Regions from separate parts of the Anser cygnoides genome. Here all the other regions are linked to region 3. The links are chromatin contacts, called in public Hi-C maps. All regions are on one chromosome and are shown on one strand. The core of a region is the stretch at or near the end of the contact, and the rest is flanking DNA. Distances in the headings are between cores, read along the strand shown. Region 1 has its middle 77 kb from the start of TMEM63B. Region 2 has its middle 47 kb from the start of MRPS18A. Region 3 overlaps LOC125184894 (a long non-coding RNA gene). Region 4 has its middle 110 kb from the start of TMEM63B.

The links. Hi-C and Micro-C count contacts between places; a contact is called where the count stands out from the background.
Region 1: a Hi-C map of liver shows a contact between it and region 3, with 3 times the contacts expected there. The contact joins two enhancer-like sites. A contact is called at or near these places in 2 of 7 Hi-C or Micro-C datasets (both in liver).
Region 2: a Hi-C map of liver shows a contact between it and region 3, with 2.2 times the contacts expected there. The contact joins two enhancer-like sites. A contact is called at or near these places in 2 of 7 Hi-C or Micro-C datasets (both in liver).
Region 4: a Hi-C map of liver shows a contact between it and region 3, with 4 times the contacts expected there. The contact joins two enhancer-like sites. A contact is called at or near these places in 2 of 7 Hi-C or Micro-C datasets (both in liver).

What each region holds. Positions count from the first base shown.
Region 1 is chr3:34,007,161-34,010,430 of Taihu_goose_T2T_genome, forward strand. No RefSeq gene overlaps it. Among named protein-coding and RNA genes, the nearest start is that of TMEM63B, 77 kb to the left of the region's middle. Within about 2 kb of position 1,366, at least 3 of the 3 cell types and tissues checked have open chromatin away from gene starts, as enhancers often do. A contact at or near this core is called in liver, where this site is marked.
Region 2 is chr3:34,324,981-34,328,175 of Taihu_goose_T2T_genome, forward strand. No RefSeq gene overlaps it. Among named protein-coding and RNA genes, the nearest start is that of MRPS18A, 47 kb to the right of the region's middle. Within about 2 kb of position 1,836, at least 2 of the 3 cell types and tissues checked have open chromatin away from gene starts, as enhancers often do. A contact at or near this core is called in liver, where this site is marked.
Region 3 is chr3:34,190,724-34,194,432 of Taihu_goose_T2T_genome, forward strand. LOC125184894 (a long non-coding RNA gene) reads left to right here. Exons shown (of 2, transcript XR_007169513.2): 2 at 574-2,421. Among named protein-coding and RNA genes, the nearest start is that of VEGFA, 69 kb to the right of the region's middle. Within about 2 kb of position 2,183, at least 1 of the 3 cell types and tissues checked has open chromatin away from gene starts, as enhancers often do. A contact at or near this core is called in liver, where this site is marked.
Region 4 is chr3:34,037,085-34,040,679 of Taihu_goose_T2T_genome, forward strand. No RefSeq gene overlaps it. Among named protein-coding and RNA genes, the nearest start is that of TMEM63B, 110 kb to the left of the region's middle. Within about 2 kb of position 2,022, at least 2 of the 3 cell types and tissues checked have open chromatin away from gene starts, as enhancers often do. A contact at or near this core is called in liver, where this site is marked.

The DNA.
Region 1 (3,270 bases), core at 116-2,615, 180 kb before region 3:
CCTTTGGGGGCCAGCCCGGGCAGCACCCCGGCCCCACCACCCCTCTCCCGGGTGCTCCCCGGGGGCTCCCCGGCCATGCCCGGGCCCACGAGGCGCCGAGCCGGGCTCTGCCGGCAGGTGGCAGGGCAGCCCCGCTCCTTAGCCCGGCCCGGCCCCTCGGCGACGCCTGCGGGCATGGTGTCTCCATGAGGGGGCTTGTGGCACCTTGGCATGGCGCCCCGCCACCTCCACCGCCCGCTGCGGGGCGAGGTGTGAGGCCGGGGCGGATGGCTCCGGCTTCGTGTCTTCCTCTGCCATCAGCCCCGCGACACGCGGCCACCGGGAGCTGGAGCCGGTGGCCACGACGGGGAGGCTTGCCTCAGCACCCTGCCCCATGAGTTAGTTGTTCCTCGGCAGCCTGCCTGCAAGGGAAGCCTTGGGCTGGCTGTTCGCGGCCGCCCTACAGTGATGGGCATTTTTATTATTATTAATGGCAGTACGTTCACACCGAGGTTAGGTTACAGCTCCATTGTGAGCGTCTCCACACAAGCGCGGTTGGAGACAGCCTGTACTCCGGGGAACACGCCGTCCAAACAGAAACGGCACCAAAAAGGGCAGGGAAGGGAGGCAGCACGGGGAGAGGAAGCGCTTTCCCCCCCGGCTTCATCCAGCTGGCCGGTGGCAGAAAACAGGCTTTCTACACCCATACAGGCCCCTCATCCTTTGGACTGCACGGTCCTCTTGTGTAAGTGGAATAAATAACCTCTGACTGGCTAGTTTTTGGTGGTTCAGCATTTGTAAATGCTGACCGTTTACCCCTTGGTTAAAGCTAAACTTGCCTTCTCTTTCCCCAGCTGTTTAACGTAGATACAGGGAGCCAGGAGCCCATGCCACTGTGCTCGGGGCTGTGAAGGTAATCATTAACCCGCGGGGCTCCTGCCTGCCCCATGGGTGCCAGAGACCTCCGATGGAGGACCACTGCCCACCCTGCCCTCCCGAGGGCCAGGCCTGGGTGGGCAGCCCCCCGGGCTTACCAGGTGGCCAGCCAGGAGGAGAGCAGGACCACTGCGGGCAGCTGAACTTTTCACTCCAGCTTACAGAGAGGTTTCCAGAGATGCTTCGAGGGAGGGAAGGGGATGGGAAGCAAGATTTGCAGGGGGACCAGCCTGGCTTTTTTGAATTCAGCTGCAGAGTTAGTTAACAAAGTTGCAGGTTCTCAGTCTCTTTTTCTCTTTCTTTGCCAACTCTTTTTTTTTTTTTTTTCCTTCCTCAATATAAATACCCTAGGGCAGTTTCTTTTCTTTTTGGTATGAATGTGATGATCTTTCGGGCCTGCGATTGGCTCCACAGCTTGTCATCGAGGACACACCTCCTGGCGAGGGGCCACCGCCTCCCCCTCTTGTGAAAGCTTCCCCTTGTAACAAGTGAGCGTAATTACATCAGTTACTCACTAGAGCACAGACCTGCTTTAAATTTTGGCCTCTCAGAGCCTTTGAGAAGCTGAAGGACTAGAAAATGCAGTTTCAAAGGCCTGTAGCACTGTGGAGCGTGCAACTCAAGCTGGGCTCTTCCCTCCCAGGAATTAAGGCTCCCAGTCACATGCAAGGAGGAATGAATATCCCTACCAGCCATTGAAATGGCTACCTGTTAGGAGAACAGACCTGCCACACCAGGGGAGGATTTCCGCTTTACCAAAGCCTGGCCCACTGAAAAAAAAATACACATCTGGTCCCTTTTGAATTGAGCCTTGGTGTAAATGAACCAGAAAAGGCCATGCTTCCAGCGGCACCAAGAAGGAAGGGAGCTCGGAGTGAGCTGCAGGGCTGTGGACGATCCCTGTAAAAGAGCAGAGCCAGCTGAACAAAGGCATCTGTGTGCCAAAAGAAAATGTGTTTCACCCAGCAGCAAGGGTCTGCAGGACAGGGCCAGACCTGCTGGGGGGAGAGAGTGACCCTGAAGAGCAGCATTTGTGTACTGGGTGGGTATTGCAGCATCAGCTTGACACATTTCTGACTGATTGGGATGGGAATTTGCAGCGCTTCTCTAGGCTTGATCCAGAAAGGGCTGAGTGCTGGGGGGGAGCATCCTAGCTGTGCACCAGAGGGCAAGGTCCTCCACTGGGGTAAGTCACCAGAGCACATGGGAAGTCAGTGTTCTCCTAGCTGAGAGCCTGCTCCACACTTGCATGGCAGAGCGTGGCTGATAAAGAGGAAAGTTTCTGTGCAAGAAAGAAAGGAAATGGTGTTCTAACTGGAGGAGAGGACTCACTTCATGTCCCAGGGCGTTTGGTCCCTGCAGGGACACAATCCTGACATACAGTAAAGATGCTGCTGCTAATTGGTGAGCTGGAAGGATGCAGATGAGGTGTAGAGGAATTCAAACCATATGTCTGGCTAGAGATGAGTCTTCATGTACAGACATTTGCAGGGTGTCATAACTGCTATTCTGAAACGAGATGAACCTGGGCCTTTTCAAACACGTCTTGCAAAAAGTAGACACCTTTCCCCTTCTCCCCTACAGCTATTCTCTCACAGACAGGTGTTTGCTCAGTGTACTACTGAACAGATCCAGCCCTAGTTCTGGATCAGGCAGAGCAATCCTTGAGCTGTTTCTCACATCGCCTGGCCAGTGGATTGACTGTAGCCTTTTTTTCCTTGTCCATCTCCTTCATTTCTCTGCCCTCCTCCAAAATAGAAATAACCACCTGCTTTCTATCCTGCATCAGAGAAATGTCTTCCTGGAAATGTCATCAGAACTGATGTGCCCCTGTGAAAAATGTAGGTTTTGATGATTTGGCATTTTCCCATGGAAGAAAAAGCTCCTTTGTTTCTCTGCCCAGCTCTCATAGGAAATGGCTCAGTGGCATGCTGTCTATGTTTTCTCCCAGGGACCTGTTCTGGAGCTGCTGAGAAGCTTCCTAGGTCACGGTCCATTCAGAAACTGGCAGGAGTTGCAGGACCAGGCAGGCCTGGTCTGAATACAAGCAAAGAGCTCTAATTCATTATTACAGGCCTGAAAACATGACAAATGGTATTAGGTGCTTCCCATAGTATCTGCTTTTCTCTGATCATATCATCTTCAATGAGACTGGCATCTGGGTACCCAAAAGTGAGTGCACCCTCACTGAGAGGTGAGAGCTCCAGGGTGTCTGGCATGTCTGCAAGCCAGGACTTCCCTGTCCATCTGCCCCACAGGCTGGGGAGCGGGGACGGAGCAGGCAATGTTTAAGGTCTGGATATCTGGCACGAGAGGAGCAGGCAGGACAATGGGAGGTTGTGGTGCCTGGGGCAG
Region 2 (3,195 bases), core at 586-3,085, 130 kb after region 3:
TTGTTTCATTTTGCTGTTTTTTGTTGGTTTTTATTGCATTTTTCAGGAGCTCAAATGCATCACTATCACCACTGCCTTTATGGAGAGAGGGGCTGGGAAAATTTCCGCCATCTCGGCAAGCGTTCCACCAGCTAGTTTAACAGCAGCTACTAGCCTGTGGTTTCCTCCTCGGTTTTTCAGCAGTCACGGTATTCCTGGATTATAATCCCACCCTGGTCACCATTTCTTGTTTTGCTTTCCTTCTCAGACATAACACGAAGAGCCACACGGTCACGGATGAGCGCGTGCTGCATACACACAGCAGCTTCTCCCACTACATCCTGGCCACGAGCGTGGAGCAAACTTTGCTTTCTCGTTTGGCACTTCAGCCTGTCTTCTTAACCATTTATTTGCTCCCTGCAGGCTGTGCAGCTCCAGGATGTAAAGATCTGGTTTGATTTAGAGTATCTGTGACCCGATTGCAGCACCGGTTGATCTCTGCATCAGCTGATGGTTTTGTGTTGTAAATCCTCTCTGGCTGGAGCTCGGGCACACAGGCTGTTGTGTGTAAGTGGTTGGAGGTGTTGCTGCAGCCCTGAAGGGCCATGCCATAACCCCCTTTACCACCAGCACAGTCTCTCCAGCCCCAGAGCACCGCTTTTGGAGGGTGGGATGGGGAACGCATAAAAAGGTACCTTTTGGGAAGGGAGATGGAAGGACAGTCCAGGCACCAGGCTGGGGAAAGGCATTTTTACCATCTCCCAGCCCCACTCTGTGTTCTGGCAGAGCTGTGGAAATTCACCTGCAGTGTTACATCATGAGGGCCTGGCTCAGAAAGCTGAAAGGCTTCACCTCACCAGAGTCAGGCACTCGAGCACCAGCTGCGGGCGCAGCAGCATGGCTGGAAAGGTACTGAGGCCACGGTGACTCACAGGTAGGAGTCACGTCAGGAAGGGGATACCAGCTTGTATCGCCGTCCCCTCCCAGTTCGGTTTCAGTGGTTGCTGCTTGGCTCCTGCTGGTGGCATTTTCCATGCAAACTTGGCAGCGACACCAGTGCCCAGGATTAGCTTCCTCTGCAGGGGGAAGGGAAAGGCAGGTGATACTTGGGGTCGTGCCAGGCTGATCCTCACACAGAAAGACAATCTGGCTCCCTCTGGGCTCCGATGCTTTCTCTTGCCTCGTCCCAGAAGGGCTTCCTAAAACCCAAGTACGTTGCTCCTGGTGGCAGTGTTGCAGCCTGGACTGGCGTGATGCTACGGCAGTGAGGGGCATGGCAGGACCACCCCACCATGGCTGTCATGACCGGCTTGTTTCTGGGGCTCATCATCCCTCCCCGGCGTGCCCCTGCTCCCCCTGCCTTGCTCGGGCACCACACACACGCCAGACCTCCCAACAGCTGCAAACTCTCACTGCTTGTACAGAAAACAGCAGGCCAGCAACCGCCCTCTGTTTTCTTTTAGCTTAAATATGATAAATGTCAGAGAAAAGATGAGGAATTACTTTGGCCTGAGGTTCAGGACAGACAGCAGCAGATGTCAGGCCATGGGCAGATTTAGGGTGATGCCTTGCCTCATGCTATATTAAAGAGCATTGGTGTCTTGCCCCAGGAAAGGGGTACTGCCGCCTTCCCCAAGGCACCAGGTTAAGCATCAGATCTGCAGAGCCTCAAGGCTGCCTAACACAGCACTGAGCTCAAAATCATGATTTAGCCTGGTGGAAGATGCTGTGCAAGGAGCATCTGGGGGTGAGGGGCTGCAAATGGAGACTGAGGTACCCCAGCTCCAGCAGGCTTCGGGAGCTGCGGGACATGAGTGAGGAAAGAGACTTCGGACAGGATTAGCTGCAGGTGGGAATGAAGAACATGGGCTGAGCTGCAGGGAGGACATTTCCACAGCTGCTGTTTGCAATGTGCCCGGCTCTTGCCTCTGCTCGTGGTCTACTCACCTCTCACGAGCCACAGTTGTTTGTTTGTTTGCAGTGATTTCAAACCCAAGAGCAAAGCCTGAGCTGCCTGGAGCAGTGCTGCTGTCCGCTCCCACCAGCTGACCTCACATGTGTGCATGCAGGAGGAGGTATGTACACCATACTGCAGCCATCCAGGACCTGCTGCTTTAAACTCCAGCCATAGGTGTTGCATCAGGTTATGTAAAGTTCAGTTGCATCACGCACTGTTGCACAATGCAGCCTGCTCCTGACAGCGTGCCAGGCCCCGGCTTCATTCATCGATCAGGTCTCGTCGGCCGGAGCAAGCTGGCCAGGAGAAAGGTGCCTGCTCCTTGGGGTACCCTGCTGTGGAAGCCACCTCTTCCAGCTCACGACACCCTCCCAAAATGCGGGGGCAGAGCTGCCACCCAGGTCCGTGTTGCCATCATCACCAGCCATCATTATGACAGAACATTGGCACCAGGGCTCCATGAGAGTACAAGGCATGAGCTGCTCACCTGGCCACCCAGAGCAGGAACCATCTCTCCTCAGTGAGCTCCCCGCCACACATCCCCTGGCGTTGTGGGAGCCAGCACCATCCTGCCACAGTAAGTCATCAAAAATGTGCCATTTCAGAGCCATGTGCCCATCCCACTGTTGGTGTCCCCATATGGTACCTTGTGCAGGTGGTGCCGGGCAGCCTGGCATGGCATTGAGCCCGGCTGGTGCAGCCCCTCTGCCTCCATCCCCGCTGTATTTGTGTCCCTGTGGTCTGCAGAAACCATCAGGCATGGGCCAGGGCACTGCACCAGCTTGAGCAGTTCAAGCCCTAGGCTGATGGAAAAGATGGAGATGGGAATGGCCCATCCAAAGCAGCTGGATATAAGAGAACATCAGGAGCACATCTGAAACATGAAGGGGTTTAGAGGCAGCACCTAAACACCCAGGCCCATCTCCAGAGAGCTCCTGACCCCCACTGGGCTCCTGTGCATCTCCTCTCCCCGGACGTGCTGCGACACCCGTGGTGGCAGGCTTGGCGGTGTTGAGCTGCCAGTGGACTCATTGCTATTGTGTGAAATGCTCCCTTCTTGCCAAATGGCTCCCCTCCTCTGCTAGCAGCGCAATCCCGCGATGACCCACTCCAGGGTGCGGCAGTGCAAGCAGTGGCCCATCCACCGGGCTGAACTGGGTGGAAGCCCTGCGGCATGGGAGGGTCTCCTCTGGGAAGGGTGCGGGGGGACCTACCTGCGCAGAGAGGTGCTCTGTCCCCCTCCAGTGGCAGAGGCCTTC
Region 3 (3,709 bases), core at 933-3,432:
CCTTATAAATAATGAAAATATTTTCAGGAGTGTGCACGTGACACGGGAGCCCAAGCCTCATCACAGCTCAGAGAGATGTTGCATCAGATTGTAGGCACATAACAGAGGTACTTAACAGGTTGATTACCCAGGTGTCAAGTGGGACAGATGCCACCACGAGGAACCTGGAGCTGAATGAAAAACCTTCTGGAGGTGTCTGTCTCCCCTCACAGAGAGCTGAGGCTCACTGCAGCATGGATTCAGGCCATTCAGGCTGCACAGGAAATTCAGCCCACAACAGCAATGACCAGCTCCCAGTCCACAGCCCAGCCACGTCCTACCTCTAGGCCAGCTCACAGCCTAAATATGGCCATGAAGCCGTTTAATCAGGGTATATTAACATCTGTCTCCCTAAATCCTGGTGAGCAGCACTTCCCTCCAGAAATGCACCCGTGGCTTGGATGGGCTACTCAAGGACTGCAGCTCCTCACTGGGACTAGGAGCCCCAAATCTAACCCTGGGGACAGAGAGCAAAAAGTGTATTTTTTCTAGCAAGGCTCCCCAGTAACAACATTGTTCCCACTCTGCTTGCAGGACATGACACCCTGATGGACAGCACTGGAGGCTGTGTAGCACTGGAACACCAGAGATGCTGCGAGCTGCACAGGGAGCCCAGAGCACAGCATCTGTCCTGGGAGGAGATGTTTACACTGGCTGTTTCACAGCCAGCTCACCGCTTTTCTTCCCACATATGGCTGCTCATGAAGGTGCTGCCTCCGCCCAGTGTTGATCAGAGCACATGAGACCTGGTGTCAACGCTATCTGCAGGCTGAGGGGGTTTCTGTTCCCATCTCCCAGGAAAGATGGAGCAATAGGGCATGTGGAAGTAAAGGTGTTCTCCTACGACCGTAGGGGCTCAGTGAGCCTAGGAATGAGAGGTCTAAAACCCCTCTATAACAAAAAGCATGCTCTGCAACCTAGAGTGGCAAGGTCACACATTGCGGCATCTCTTATTCCTCCAGCACAGCTGGCTCACACAAAAGGCCTGCAATAGGCACGATGGGTTATCCTTACACCAGCTCCTCTCCCAGAGCCCAATCCTGCCACATTCCTGCCTAGGCTGCTGAATGCAGATGATGCAGCAGGTCTGTACGTCAGTATCACCACAGAAGGAGTCCCGTGCTTGGGATGACTTCTCCACCAGCATCATCTGGAACAGTGCACCTGTGCCTTGTACTGTGAAACAGAGACCTCGGTCTCATAAATTCTGTGGGCATCAACCGCTGCCACATCAAACATTGTCCCTGATGTTACTTGTGTGATCTGCATGATCTGCCAGAGCGCAGGGGACATGTGAGGCCATCCTTAAGTGTGAGCACACAGTTTCCCTAGAGTGACAGCTGAAATATTCACCATGACATATTAAAATAAACCAACCCTCCCTCCTTTGGAGCCAGCTTGTGAACATGTAGGGTGTGTGTAGTCAGATGAATGTCACTGCCAGATAACGACATCTCACACAATAATGCAGCGTGAAGAGCCTAAGTGAATGCCAGTTAGTGATCACTGTCACGTCAGTATATTGCAAAATAGCGACTGCTCTGCTCGCTGTTGCCACAGTGTGATTTTGCAGAACCTCAGCACTCACCCCTGAGCAGCTTCTGAGACTGTCCATGGGGAATGTTTCTCTGCTTTCCCTTTGTCCTTGACCATATCTTTATACCAGGTGATTATAAGTGTAATCATGCGCAGGGAAGAAAAAAACAAAAACAAAAACAAAAACAAAAAACTGAAGCCACACAATAAAACAAACATGGATTAGAAAGTGTTGTCTGGAGCATACAAAGAGAAAATATTTGGCTGAAACAAGAGTTTGTTAGAAATAATGGCACATAAATAGGCAATGATAATTCAAGAAGTGGGTCTATGATTCTCTAACCAAAATCACTGTTCCCATCATCTCATTTCTCAATTTAACCTCAGACTTTGCCAGTTCCCTAGCTTAATCAGAGTTCTCCCCTCCATGATGATCAAGAGGGAGCAATTAGGCATAAGGGGGTCTGGAAAAGAGGAACTCAGGCACAGACTGGCTACATGAAAATCCCTTCCCACTGCTTCTGCCTCTTTGCATTTAGACTGTCAGCTTTGCAAAGAAAAGCTATGCACTTTCCTGCAAGCTTGCACAGTGTTTGTACAAAGGTCCTGCACCCAACATTTAAATAGTTGTAGCTAAACAGAGTAAAGTGCCTTACTGTGGGTTTTTCTTTCCTGGGGTAAGGTGCACGCAGTGGGAATCTTTTGAGATCCTTAGCTCTTCCAGCATTTCCCCCTCTATATTCCAAGTTTTTTTGTGATTAAAATCCTAGTTCAGGCAGACTCAGATGAACAAAGAAGTGACCACGAAGAGTTAAGTCTGTTGACATAAACTGATTTATTTCTGGACTAGAGTCCTATTTCCCATCCTGCTTTGCAACCTCAGTTTTACTGGGCAAAATAAGTCTAAATAGTTGTTCGGTGCCAGACACAGCCACCATGGCTGAGGAACGGAGAAGATTTAGCCACTCCAAACCATGGAAGCAGCCATAGGAAAAGAGCTAGTTTCACAACACATGGGAGGCTGTCAGATGCTTCCTCTGACTGGGAAAGGCACAGACTTTCCAGAGTAGATTTAAATCCAAGAGAAATATTTATTTTAAAAGATAACAAAGGATTCACTGTTGACAATAAGATGGTAACAAGCAAGGCCATGCAAGACACACTTTTCACCTATAACCCACATATGTTCAGGGAGTGTCTCACCCCAACCCAACATCTGTCCAGGTATTTGAGCAATGACTTCAGCAGAGATCAGCAGTTGGTAAACATCTACATGAGCTGGGGCAGTACAGCCAGACCTAGGGGTGGCAAAGAGAGCGTAGGCTTAGGTTGTAGCTATACTGCAGCAGGAGGTCTGAGAGCAGCAGCCCACAGCCAGCTTTAGGCCAGACAATTTGGGCATGAAAAAGGTTGTGTCTTTATTGCTGCTGTCACTTGAGCCCCTGAAAAAAACAAGAACATCCAGACACAGTCTGCTAAACCCACTTGTGCTGGAGCCTTCCAGGTGTCATGAGCATCTAAAACCATGTGGGAACCCCTTTTGATATCCCATAACGGGCTTTCTAAAGAGAGTCCTTTAGAAAAGGATCCTAGTAGTAGTAGATGATGACTCTCTACTTTTTTATTTTGCACAGCTGAAGACACACATCCAAGGGTAGCATGTTGTCTGTCAGAAAGCTGAGCTATTTCTGAGATGCTATACATTCATATGGCTTCCAGAAACCCTCAGGACTATAAGTCTCCTTTGGTTCCTTGCATTATATAGAGTTGAGGTCTCTGAGGCACTAAATTACTGTTTAAAGAAATATTTTTACAAAAAAATAAAAAATAAAAAATAAAAAGGAGAAGCATCATTCACAAATATTGCACATATCACATTTTGCAGAATGTCCAATGGACAGTGCAAAAATTTGGTTCTTGAAAGTTGATTTTTTTGGCTTTCCCTCAGTGAGGAGAACAGCATGGTCCCACCTTGAGTTTTGACTCATCTGGCTTCTCTTTCCATCCTTTCCACAAGTCTCAAGAACTACTATTCCCAATCATAATTCCAAGAGTTATTTATTTACTTATTTGTGAGATGTAGAATGCAGGTTATTTTGCAAATGCTTTTTCCTGGTGTTATCGTTACCTTATT
Region 4 (3,595 bases), core at 772-3,271, 150 kb before region 3:
GGAGTCAAAATGATGGAGGAGTTCCTAGAGGGCTGCGGATGAATTTCTCCAGACTATTCTGATGGAGAAGCTCTTTTAGAACTTGTAGGAAGTCAAAGGGAGGAATGTCAAAGCCAGCCTCCCAGTGGGAACCCAAAAGTAGTAAGCAGCTGCACTATCCAGCCTGTCTCGGTGCAGCTCCTTGCTCCACATGGTGTGGGATGCCACGATAGACCCAGTGTGCAACAAAGCAATGTGCCACTGGAAGTCTCCATTACATGATACCGTGCTGGTGAGCCATGGCCCCACAACGACTCGGTAGGGGTCCAGTTTGACCTCATCCAACTCTCTGATGGTAGGCATTGCCCTAAGCAGCAGGACTCCTGGAGACACAAGGCAGGACTGACGGCAGCACATGCTCTCTTGGACACAAAGATCAATGCTGGCTCTCAAGAAACATCAGCCTGTGCTGAAGTGGAAGAGGAAATGGTGCCTTTTCATTAGCACACCGGAGTACTGGCATGTGCCTGCTTCTGTGCCAGCAGGTATTAACGCCCATCAGAGCATGCCAACCAGCAGGCACTGTCTAATCCTGCTGTTGTATAATGAATAAGATTATTGAACTGGAGAACTGAAGGTCAGAGAATGAGAATGAAGGTGTCTGGTGCAGAGCTGCTGTGCTCCACTGAGTTATCAGGGGACACTTCCCTTGTGCCCTGCTCACCACTCCTCCTGGGGGCCTGACCAGTGCTCTTCTTTACATCCAGATGTTCATGGTCAAGAAGGAGGCTATGAAGACCCCAGTCGTTACAGTACAGGCAAGACCAACTTCAGCTCCAGACACTTGTGTCAGCTTGTGCTATATCTGGACATAGCTGGATATGTCCCACTGGATATGTCCCACTGGTCCCACTGGTTTCAGGCTATTATTGAAAGTTAGAGATGCTGCCTGACAAAATAGATGGAAGTTTTCCAAGGGATGAACCTTCCTTCCCGTCAGTGTGTTATGGGCCTGACAGAGGCAGAAGTGGAAGGTGAATATCCAGATTATCTGCAGGTGAAAGATACCAGGAAGTGAAGGGAAAGAGGAAATGCAGGAGTAAGGTCTCAAGAAGGCGAGAAACCCAAGTTATTTCTTTGTATCAGCTCTACATTATAAACAATAGCTTCCATCCCCAGGTCTCATCTCTTTTTCCCATAGCATGCAGAACTGAGAACTCTGAAGATAAAGATCTTTCAGTTCACAGAACGAAGAAAGAGATTACTGCATTACTCTGTAGGGCCTCAGGGAAGATTTGAATGCTTAAGACTTTGGATGGACTTTGAAGGGAACTGCCCTTGAGCAGCCTTTAACTGAAAGGACTGATCTGCAGTCTGAAGCATCTGGGGAGGGGCAAACAGGGTTCTCAGGATTGTATGAAGTCCACAGAGAGCTGAACATCTAATTAATTTCTCCAAACGAAGAAGAATTCCCTATCATCTGCCTTTTTTTGAAATTATCCAGAAATAGTGGGAGGGATCCACAAGCTTGAGGCTAATGCACAACAGCTCTGTTAATCATTTATTAGTGTTTATTTGGTGCGTGTAATGTGTGTGTGGAGATGGCTCTGATGAGCTCTAAACTTCTGGTTCCCATCTGGAAACTCTTGCTGTGCCCAGACTTTGTTCAGACTTTGTTTACCGTCAATTGGCCATCTGGCCTGTCACCAGGAAATACATCAGTACAGGTATCGATCTGTACCATTGATTTTGTGCCACTTCCTCCTCTGGGAGTAAGGAGGAATTCACATGAGAATAACTCATAAAATACTGAGTTCAGCATGCCACCACGGACCCACACAAGGGTCCTCTGTCATGAGGACCTCTCCTCCCTGCCAGTGAAACTGTCTGAAGAAAATAGAGTTCAGATACGGGTATCTATTAGTAAACTGATCAGATGGGACTGCAAGGAATTAGAGGCCTGGGAGGTACAAACTCATTCATCTTGTTTAGGCCAAATGACAGGTTTTTGTTGGGCAGAGGTGCCTGGAGAATATCACGAGGGTGGCTTGCAAGAACTGTCCTGCTGAGGTCTTTGGGCAACATCCACTCAGCTTGGTTTATGGAAGCAGAAAGAACTTGAAAGAAGTAGTCTGTTCCCCAGGCCAGCTGGGTGCTGCCGCTGCTCACGTCTCCTGGGTTTCCAAGGGAAGGCTGACATTCAAACCCCTCCCTTGGAGCAGGTCGTCTCCAGCTGTCTCAGACTCCTCTGATGTGTTCTTCCTCCTTCAAAGCACCGAGCTGGCCTTGGGTCCCTCCTCCTTCATCACTATGCTGGCTGCTGCCACTGCTCCTCCTCCTTCCAGGCGCCCGGCACGGTCTCAGGGGCTCCAGCTCCTGCTTCTTGCAGCCAGCTGACTTGTCCTTTCTGAACAGCGTGAAATATCAGTGAGACACACTGGTGCTGTTGCCCCAGAACAAATAGACCTTAGAAACTCTGCCTTGTGAAGCTGCACTGAGAGAGTGAATTCCTCCTAAGGTAGAGGTGTGCACCACAAATGCAGCACAGCAACAGGTAGAAATGAATGGGATGGGGCTGTTGGCAGCAGCCGAGGAGCTTCCCTGACAGTGGGGTTTCTGTGACCCATCCATGGGCACCGTGGGCCGTGGCCAAGCAGATGGAGTCCTGCCAGCAGCAAAGGTGGCTGCCAGAGGGATGGCTGCCAGATGTTCCAGCTCTCCATGTTCCCAGCCTCCTCATTTCCAGGGAAATCAAAAGAAAAAAAAATAATAAATTTAGACATGAGGACTGAACTAGCTATCACTGGCTGCTTTGGTGTTGAATACAGATTCCTCCAGGCTCGGATGGGAAGAAGTGAGTGTGGACTTATTTTAGAAGAGTTTAGGGAAGAGGTCAGGGTTTCCTGAATGCAGAAATGAAGAAGAGACCTGCATTCACATGGGGAGCACTGCAGGCCTCTCAACTGATGGCTGGCATCAATAGACAGTCTGGGAGAAGTGCTCACCTGGGTATGGAGAACACTCATACAGGCCCTGCACTCTACATAGCCGGGAGAAATCCGATGATATATGAAGCTCAGTGTCTCAAAACATCCCTGAATTCATCTGAATGCAGATGAATATAAACTAAAAGTTGTACAAAACTGCTACAGGAAAAGACTTCTCAATTTTACACTGAGGAAAAAATAAATAAATTTGTTAGGACCTCTTGTCCCAAGAATTAAATGAACCGTTTGACCTTCCATGTCCGCTGTTTCTGAAAGCAGAACACACCTGATGGACAAAAGGAAACACCATCCTATAGGCATTTCTGTTTCCATGTTCGTTCAGTTTGTGCCACAATCCATAATCCAGTGCCACCATCCACTGTATTCTAGACCCTGACAGAGCTGTCTTGAGTGTCTTGCCACGTGGCCGTGGAGCATAACCTTTCTTCAGTTCAGAATAGATATCCTGTAACAAAATAATGTACTTAGAGGGACTGCAAATAGACGTTAAAAAAAAAAAAAAAAAAAGTAGGAGGAGCATTTTCAGGAAGGCTAAAAACAAACAGCAGCATTATGGAGACATTTATTTACAGGCTTACAAAAAAATGGGTGGAAATCTGCTAACAGGC